2 separate regions of the Xenopus tropicalis genome follow, and region 1 is linked to region 2. A link is a contact called in public Hi-C data. All regions are on one chromosome and are shown on one strand. Each heading gives the region's core, a stretch centred on a gene start, on an enhancer-like site or on the middle of the called end of the contact. The rest is flanking DNA. Distances are from core to core; before and after follow the strand shown.

The links. Hi-C and Micro-C count contacts between places; a contact is called where the count stands out from the background.
Region 1: a contact with region 2 is called in a Hi-C map of neurula embryo, with 2.9 times the contacts expected there. The contact joins two enhancer-like sites. A contact is called at or near these places in 2 of 5 Hi-C or Micro-C datasets (gastrula embryo and neurula embryo).

What each region holds. Positions count from the first base shown.
Region 1 is chr2:118,591,998-118,597,206 of UCB_Xtro_10.0, forward strand. No RefSeq gene overlaps it. Among named protein-coding and RNA genes, the nearest start is that of efnb2, 120 kb to the left of the region's middle. Within about 2 kb of position 3,909, at least 3 of the 11 cell types and tissues checked have an H3K27ac peak or open chromatin away from gene starts, as enhancers often do. A contact at or near this core is called in gastrula embryo and neurula embryo, where this site is marked.
Region 2 is chr2:118,297,278-118,302,319 of UCB_Xtro_10.0, forward strand. No RefSeq gene overlaps it. Among named protein-coding and RNA genes, the nearest start is that of arglu1, 150 kb to the right of the region's middle. Within about 2 kb of position 3,529, at least 4 of the 11 cell types and tissues checked have an H3K27ac peak or open chromatin away from gene starts, as enhancers often do. A contact at or near this core is called in gastrula embryo and neurula embryo, where this site is marked.

The DNA of each region.
Region 1 (5,209 bases), core at 2,659-5,158, 300 kb after region 2:
TAAGGTCCTGAAAGTCGCATTACACTCGGCATATGAAGAGGGCGATGGCTAAACCATTTTGTGCATCAGTAGCTTTCTAGTCACTTGTATGGCAGCAAATTATTGTCAGCAGAGAAAATTGCCTCACAAAGGACTGCGCACAAGATTAAAGGCAATAAAAGTGAATCAGGTGTGAGAATTGTGCCCCTTTTCCCATTTTGCTACTAACTGCCAGGGCATCAAAACAGTCTGCATCACATGATGACAGGATTTATCCCTGGGCTGCAGCTCCTCTTTACTATCTCTACTATGGAAATGTATATTTACATAGGTTTTGTCTGTGATTTTATCTCTTGCAATCTTCTTCACAAAAAGGATGGAAAGTCTTAAAGGCTTAGTAGGACTTAGAAGAAGGAGCCTGTTGTGTTTGCCATCTAGGACTGAACCTCTAGTTGTCTGTCTGTATTTGACATCATGCAACTATAGCTAATTTTGTTTTTATGTCGTTCCTGCAAGTGAATCAGCCCTGTTGTAAATAGGGACTGTTTTTTTTAATTGCGTGTACCACTTGTATTCATTTAAATTCTTTTCCTCCTGTGTAAATCCTCAAGCATTATACTGTTAAGCTTCAGTGGTTATGAGCCTCACTTTGCCTTAATGCAATGAAACATTTTTTTCTCTGCATAATGAACAGGGTTTCTTAGAAACTGAAGGAAAATCAAATGCAGCTCTACAATTCCCAGCAAGCTGAAAAAACTATCTGAACATCTCTGCATTTCTTTAATTACATAATGAAATTATTAAAGCAAATAATGCAGTTGAAATGTCCCTTATGATTTACTAGAATAATAACCCCCCCCCCCCCATCTTTACTTCCACCTAGTCTGCATGGACATACTGCACCTTTTTAATACTGTGTCTGGCTAGAGCCAGTTTGTGTCTGACTGTATATGTCTGGTGCCATGTAGAACTTTTTATTGCCATTGAGTTACATACAGATAACAGGATGACGATCACGTTAAAGACAATGATAATGATGATGGAGACTGTGATAAAGGGCTTTGTCCTGAGCCAGACAGATTTATTTTTACTTGTTCTCTACACTTCTAAACCATTATATGAGGCCCCTAGTCAGATGTAATCACTCCTGTTGTGTGTTAAGGTCCTTAATTAGCATGTCTGCCGCAGAGAAGATTTGTACATAGTGCTAGGGATCGCATTTGTCTCTAGACACTGTTAAAACATTTTTAAAGGGTAACTTGGGAAATAGTGCAACATGCAGACTAGGGGGCTGATTTACTAATCCATGAATCCGAATCCCGAATGGGAAAAAATCGGATTGGAAACAAACATTTTGCGACTTGCCGTTACGACTTGCGCAAATTGTCGCGACTTTTTCGTAGCCGTTACGACTTGCGCGAATTGTCGCGACTTTTTCGTAGCCGTTACGACTTGCGTGAATTGTCGCAACTTTTTCGTATTGAGCGCTAGTAAACGGCGGGCAAACCTTTCCGATTTTTTCGCGACAGCTAGGGGCCAGATTCATCAAAGTCCAAATTTCGGATCATTAAAAGTACGAGTGCGACAATACGAAAATTTCTGACGTGGCTTTACCAAAAGATTGATGTATGATCCGTAAGTTCAGAAAATTTCGTATCAGAAGTTCAGAACGATCATAAACGGCACCAAAAACTTTCTGACTTTTTTTGGCCAGGCTCCAACCTGGCCAAAGGAAAGTCACGATACCGAAGCTTGAATGCATAACGAAACTTTTGTACTCATTGCGACAAATGCAATTTTGCTGCACAAATTGACACAAAGCACAAAAAAGTTGCGGAAATTAACGAAAAATTGTAGAAAATATGAACAGTTCTATAGATTGGGAAAAATATGAATTTTTTGTAATCGTACTAATTCGTACATTGATAAATGTGCCCCTAGGTCTTGGTAATCCAGTAGCACTCATGTGTAGATGTACAATCTGACAATCTTATCTTAATTTATCAACTACTATGACATACAAATGGATCTGTAAAGTCTTTACATTGTTTTACACCTCTACTCAATGCAAATATTGTGAACCAATATTGTGCTACATCAATTTGCAAATAAAGCTACTGTGTTGCTAGCTGTGCCCCATGTAGGTTACCAGTACTCTGAACTCCATAATGGAGCACTGTGCAATGTGAATCACCAGGCCATTAGGCAGAGAACAACAACAATACTGATAATCAGGGGTACCAAAGTCCTTGTTATGGCTCGCCTGTGTGCTAAAATATTGTCAGTATTTTCCCATCCCCGGTGGGACTGTTCCACGGAACTTTTTTGGGCTAAAAAATGCCGGAACTTTTTCAGCCAGTTGTTTCCGATTCAAAGTCAATGGGTAGTGGCAGGAAGTTATTTCGGTTCATTTTTAGGCACCCTGTGGGAAATGTCTTAGAGCATTGCAACTAGGCAGGTTTTTGCCTGAAGCCACTACTAAAATGGGGTGTTTCATGACTGACAGTGACTCCAGCAAAAGCCAGCCTGGTCACTCCACTGTAGTTGTCTGTACTGTTTTCCCCACATACAGAGTGGGCATTAGGCAAATGAAAGCAAAAGAAGGAGAAAGATTTCCTTTTGTGTTTTGTGTACAAAATGAAAATAAAAATCTTTAAGTAAACAGTTGTCTGGTAGATATCGCCGCTAGTGTAGAATTGGACCAAGTTGGTACCATACACAAGAAAAGAATATATTACTATTATAATTCATTCATAAAATATAATATTTCCATCACATAAATAATAAGTTAAAAAAATAATAAGTTATCATGGACGTAAGTTAAATATCCTTGTGAGTTATAGATTAACTGGCAGGTATTCAGTTAACCCATTAATTTAGAAGCTATGGCAGACAAAGGGGCAGATTAAAAATCAAATGACTTGGATGCGTCATACCGTGGGTACTTGCAGAGTAGAAAGGTATTGAGTAACATTAATAAATTATCCAGTTAATATCTGGAGCAGCCAGTGCCTTTATATACCTCGGTGTTGTGCACAGGATCCAGTCTCAGAAGAGATTACAATCTAATATTAAGCGCCTGAAGGAGAAACAGTGACTTGCCTAACATCACAAAAAGCTGATACCAGCTGAACAACTCTGCCTTATCGTCTTTAGATCTTGTCTTTCATGGTAAAAGCAAACAAGCACTGAAAGAATGGGGCTGTGCAGATTTAAATAAAAAAGGATCCTGCAAAAAGAGGGAACAAAGATCAATTCTTACTGGCACAATACACACAAAAATGAAATAAGGGGGAGAAAGGGCCACAGTGGCTGCTCAAAGCACACATACAGTACGCACAATGAGCCACAACATCATGCTGCTTGTCTATAGTACTGCTGAACAAAAGTGCCAATGCAAATGTGTTTATCTGTGTTATTCTTTCCTAACAGGAGAACAATAGGGAATTTGGGAAATAGCCTTACATTTCTTCCATTTTATGCACTAGTGTTATTTTATATCTTTACTAGTGTGCATTCCCTGGTTTAGTCTCCACTGTTACCATAAAAAACAGGAAAAACTCTATGACATAAGCCATAACAGCACAAAGTCTTCAGACTTACTCGTTAGTATAAAATGTGTTTACTTTCCCTGGAAACAATGTGTTATATAAAGTAATGGTGTATTGGAAAAAGCAGGTTTCCTTTAGTTTGGAAGGAGTTCATTATTTGTGCCTGCTTCAGAGTGGTAATTTGCTGGTGCTACTGTGACTGTAGCTACCGCCTTTCTGGAGAGGAAAAAAAGTCGTTCTATCTTGCGTTATGGCAGGGATTCTAAATATACACTAAGGATCAGAGAAATTGTCTCACAAGACAAAGGGTAGGATCAATTACAGTTTCTCTAAAAGGCTCATTTACATTTCCTATGCTGCTGTTTGGGAAGGTCTTTGTCTAATTTAGAGTGCAAGTGATAATAGGTCTGGCTGAGGCAGAACTTCTCTGCGCCGGCTATGGATCACTTACCATTGACACTTAACTACTAATATCATAGGGAAATGCTCTGGGGTATATTTTTAGGCCGATAACTACCTGCATCTGTCAGAGACTATTCACAGCTTCTCATTTATGTCAAAGAAGTGATGATATGGGTAGAGAGTTTTAATTGTTGCATAAAGTAACAGTGATCAAAGCCCCCCTTTGCCAAACACTTATAAACACATCAGGGCAGATTCACTTGCCTATACACAGTGGGGCTCATTTATAAACAATGGGCAGATTTGTACCCGGGCAATAACTCATAGTAACAAATTACATGTTTGCTTTCATTGTTCAACCTGCAGCTGGCTAAAAAAAAAGCAATCACTGATTGGTTGCTATGGGTTACTGCCTGTGGCCAAATTTACCCAGTGTTTATAAATGAGCCTCAGTGTACAAAGTGCAATTTCATGCAAACTGCCATTTTTTCTTCCCACAATGCATGATGATCACCAATGGCGAAATGCAGACTTTCACAGCGAATCCATGCTTGGCAGAAAAAATGTGGTCACCACTTCATATAAACACAAAACATATGTACCTGACATATACACAAAATCTTGCATACCAAACATATACACATACTCACAAAAACTAACGCAAAATAATCAGGCAAAAAAGTCAGAAGAGTATCATAATTTACCAAGTTCTGATGTTTATTGATTTAAAACTGCCAATAACTCTTTGCCCAACATGAACTCAGGCACCATGTTTATTAATGTATGGAGCACCAAACTGGTCTTGTGATAATTGTTATATTTGCACATTTGTTGCAAGCTTTCCTGCAACCAATTAGGACACCTTTATATTCTCCTATTACTTTCTTTATATTCTCCTATTACTTTCTTTATATTCTCCTATTACTTTTTCTGTATTTTGGTGCCCTTTCAGAAGACAGCACCTAATATTATTCATCAATAAACTGTTTTTTATTTTATTAAACAAAATATTATATATATAAGACAGAAACCAGTATAAAACAGAAACTAGGAAGAAGAAATTAAGCGAAAACTGAAATGTACATGTACATTGTCTTGTACATACAGTTTTGCCATCTGGAACACTATGCTAATAATTTAGGGGTTATTATCTAGTAAAAAAAATACCCATAGGATATTTACTTTAGACTTAATATGTCATAACTTTGTCAGCCAGTTTATTATTCTTCCTGTAGATTTGGGTGTGACAAACAACCATATCCAAGTGCATAATAAAA
Region 2 (5,042 bases), core at 2,279-4,778:
ACCTTTTCTACTCGTGAACCACACTCAGATGTAAAAAAGTGTTGGCGAACCACGCAGGCATGAAAAAAAGTTCCTTGAGGATGCTAAATAAGGGCTATGAATGGTAGCCCTGTGTGACTGCTAGCCTGAAAGAGGCTCTGCTTGGAGGATAACTGTGTTTTTATGCTAACAATACTTAAAATCAGACATTTAAAATAGACACCTACTTTGAGGCCACTGGGAGCATCATCAAAGATGTTGGTGAACAACATGTTGCTTGCGAGCCCCTGGTTGGCGATAACTGATATACATTATATGCATCACTTATTATGTAAACCCTACTTTTAATGCCTTTGACCAGAAGCCAAATAGAGCTACATAAGGGCAGTCACTTATGCACGCAGCTGAGAGAATCTTGCATTTTTATATTAACTTTTTAAACTGCCACTGACACAGCATACCTATCCATAATATGCCTTTATTTAGTAAAAAATATATATATATATACCCATAATGGCTCTTCGTTACAGAAGTCTGCAAGTGTGTAAAGGACAAAATTAGCTCCCTATATTAAAGTCAAATGAAAAAAAGTCATTTTGTCTCTGACTTTTGACCTTTATGTCATTTCCTTCTTGGAATTTTGCACCAAAGTGCTCTATGTTGGTGTCGCCACAATTTGACATACATATTTTTCTTGTCGGCAGAGTGAACATGTCCAGACAGATGACAGGTTGATTAAGTCATTTCACAACAGACGGACTTGTAGAATCCCTCTCCTTTCAAGTTATCGGGAAAAACTTGCAAACAATAAATAACTTTAAATTATGCAAAAAATGTTTATGCAAATGTTTTTTTCTAGAAAAAAATTGACCTTATCGGTCTCACAGTAAATAAATATAAAAGCAAAAAATAGATTTTTGAAGATACTGTGCAAGTTGTTTGTCATCCTACAGTTAGTTTGAGATATGCCCAGAACTTACATGTAAAGGTGGCCATACACGAGCAGATCTGCCAAGCGAGCGGATCTTCCCCCGATATCCCCACCTACGGGTGGGCGATATCGGGGACCATTTAGGTAAAAAAAATAATAATCCGATCGTTTGGCCCTGGGGCCAGACGATCGGATTATGTGGGAGGCAATGGGGCAGTCGGATCGGGGACCGCATCAACGAGCCGATGCGGTCCCCGATCCGACCAGATTTTCTAACCTGGCCGATCGAGATCTGGCCAATTTCAGGCCAGATATCGGTCGGCCAGGCCGATCTGCTCTCCCCATACACGGGCCGATTAGCTGCCGAATCGGTCCAAGGGACCGATATCGGCAGCTATAGTCGGCCCGTGTATGGCCACCTTAAGGCATCTAAAATGAATCAATTTAGGCATATTTTTTGGACTGAATTAACCATTTATTTGAGATATCTGCAATCTGATGCAAACAATTCGTATATAGCAGCATGCACAGTCAAATCTGGTGTACAAAATAATTCTTATAAGACTGGCACACCCTATAAAAGCAATCACAACTTTGCACAGAATTTATCCAATGTTTCAGTCTTCAATAGGACCTTTCTCAAAATCTTCATTTTTTTCTAGAAAAAAACTGACCTTATTAGTCTCACAGTAAATAAATATATAAGCAAAAAATAAATTTGTGAAGATACTGTGCAAGTAGTTTCATCCTACCATTAGTTTGAGATATGCCTAGAACTTACATGTAAGGCATCTAAAATGAATGAATATGAACAGTCATATTTTTTTTTTCCCCCATATTTTTACTTTTAAGTCCTGTGAGTGCCCTGCTTTATTTGACATTCTATATTATTCTATATTATATATATATATATATATATACTTATAATTTTTTCTGACAGCTGGAAATGTATGCTACAACTTTCCTGAAGGCAATGCCACAATAAATTGCGTATTATAGCGACATTGACCCTTATTTGTTCACTGCAGCCATAATCACCAATGGGTAGCTTCTGCCTTTGAACAATGATCCACTATTTCATCCATGAAGGTAAAGAAAATATACTCCAATAAATGTGTTAGACAATTCTAAGCATGGAGAGGGCTATTCATTTAAACAGAAGAAGAATCATGTTTAGAATAACATGCAGTATTGCATTATGGTGCATGAATAGAAATGTAGATGAAGTTGTTTAGTTTGGTGTAAATTGCTACCAACAGGTATTCTTTTTGATCTCACTTAAGACCAGAGGTATGTTATTTGTAACTTGAGCAGAACACAGTTAGCTTTCAATGGGTGAAATCTTAGTATGTTTGCCCAGTAGAGCACCTGGCTCTTAGGCAGTGAATGTTTAGAAAAACACCTTTAATAATATTGTGATGAGGCAAATCAGTGTTTGTGTTCTTAGAATTACTGGCTTAATTCTTAGCATCTGTCATCTACATCATTGTGAATCACTCATTCCCTCTCTGCACAGTAAACAGCTTACTTTGGGATTCCACTCACTTTCTTTTACTACAGAAAAAGACCATGTGAAGTGCAAAATAAGAGACCACCCTCTCTGTAAACTAATGAAATTACCATATTAGTGAAATTAAATGTGCTATGTCCATCTCATGTTTCACCAAGCATTACCTTATCTCTACATTGTTATGTTTCCCATTTTTATGCCCAAAATATAGAGACATGAGTAGAGTGTTCAACCATCTCTTCATCCCCCCCATGATGAAAATGTAAAGTTTCTTATTTAAAGAGGTAGTTCACCTTCAACATTTAGTATATTATGGAATGGCTTATTCCTAGTAACTTTTCAGTTGGTATTTATTTTTTTATAATTTTTGAATTGTTTGCTTTCCTCTTCTGCCTCTTTTCAGCTTTCAAATTGGGGTCATTGATCCCAGCAGCCAAAAAACTATTGCTCTGTGAGGCCACAATTTTATTGTTATAGCTACTTTGTATTACTTATAATAATGTGGGACCTATATTAGATGGAAGCATTTCTTGGCCTTGGATTTTTCATGGGCAAATTTTATTCAGCCGATAAGTTCTAGGCCCCATACTAGTGATCCCGAGTGGCACCTGTCAGTCACAGCCAGAGTCTGTCATATGCAGAGTGTTTTTTATGGATATGAATCTGCAACAGACAGTGTAGGGGGATTTATGACCACCGCACTTGTCCCATAAGAGCACTGCAGGATTGTGACCTTAGGGAAGTGACTGGTATTCAGACACAACCTTGTGCTTTGCTGTTACTGCGGCTAAAACTTTATTCTGTTTTGTTCTGATCAAAGTAATGCATGCCCTTTGCATTATGATATCAGGTGATCTCTATCAATGGTTAATGGTTTAATTTACTTTCAATAACAATTAACCTTTAATTTGAGCAGCATTTAGACACTGGAGGTGTAGAGTAAATGATATGTCTCCTTGGCTGCAGAGACCCATGCTTGAAATCTGAGCTCTGCCCCATGGGTATCCTTGAGGGTGTGAAACCAGGCTCCCTCAAAGATTTACATTTCTTTAGAGGATGTTTTTGTTATGCAGATTTTTCAATGTTTTTACTGCCTGCTGACTGATTTGCAAATGAATACTCCTCATAATGAAACAACAGAACATTTCCCAACAGTACTTCAAAGCCGGATGCTTTAACAGTAAAATAACTCATGACATTACTGTAAGGTTATAAAAGGGATAGTTCCAGTTAAATTGCTAATAGTCAGCTACTCACTCATGCATGATGTGATGTAGTCAGCCTAACCACATGTACTTAGGAGGAGATCTTTGCAGTTGGAAATATATTTTCATGTGATCTAAAAGATAAAAATATCGAAAAGATGACAAAACAGTCATCCTTGGCATGTATGTATGTATGTATGTATAACTTTATTTATAAAGCGCCACAAGGGTACGCAGCGCTGTACAGTCTTACAGAGTACAAAATTACACACAGGGAGGACAAGTGATATAATAAATAAATACAATAAATACATATATGTAAACATATATATATATAAGTGCCATGTGGTATGAGACACAGTAGGACGGAGGTCCCTGCCCCGTAGAGCTTACAATCTGAGTGGTTGGGTAACATACAGGCACAAACTGGAAGGTAAGAGTGCATCAGGTATGGGCATTTGCCCTTAAGCGCAGGACTGGGCAAAATAATGTCTTAGTGCTCCAGAAGATAACAGCTGAGTTTTTTCTTAAAGAGAGTGGGTGAGTTTTCCCTACGGAGGGATTCAGAGATAGCGTTCCAGAGGTAAGGAGCAGCGAGATAGAAAGGTTTAAGACAAGAGAGCGCAGTGGGTGTGGATGGTGTAAAGAGACGGAGGCTCTGAAAGGAGCGGAGGAGACGACCAGGAACATGTAGGGAGACCAGTGAAGAAATGTAGTGAGGAGCAGAGGAGTGAAGGGCTTTGAATGTCAGCAGAAGGATTTTGTAAGCTATCCTTTTGCTTGACAGGCAGCCATGCTAGTTCCTACTATAGATAGCCGGTTAAACCCATACAGATCTGATCTCTTCAGGTTAGATAATGCAGTGATTAGCTTGGGGGCATGACATTCCACATCAAGGCTACAACTCGCTACAAAGTCACTTATGGCACAGTGTTTTTTATGTTATCAATAATGGCATTAGTGCGCGATTCACTTGTAGCAAGTCAGTTACATGCGTAGGAACAACATGCTAAGGGAACCCTCTTCAAGGTAGATGTTACCTCCAGGGCTTCCTAAAAGCCCAGTAGATGGCAATGTTCCACTGCAGCAAATGGAGAATAGAGAATTGGTTCCTCTGACAAGGAACATTATTTAGACAGTTTTCACTGTGAATAAAAAAAACAAACAAATACCTGCAGATAAATTTGATTTAGGAAAGGGACTAGTCAATGGCAATACAGGTATGGGACCTATTATCCAGAATGCGGGACCTTCTGGATAATGGATCTTTCCGTATTTTGGATTGCTATACCATAAGTCTGCTAAAAAATCATTTCAATATTGAGTAAACCCAATAGGATTGTTTTGCCTTTAATAAGGATTGATTATATCTTAGTTGGGATCAAGTACAAGGTACTGTTTTATAATTACAGAGAAA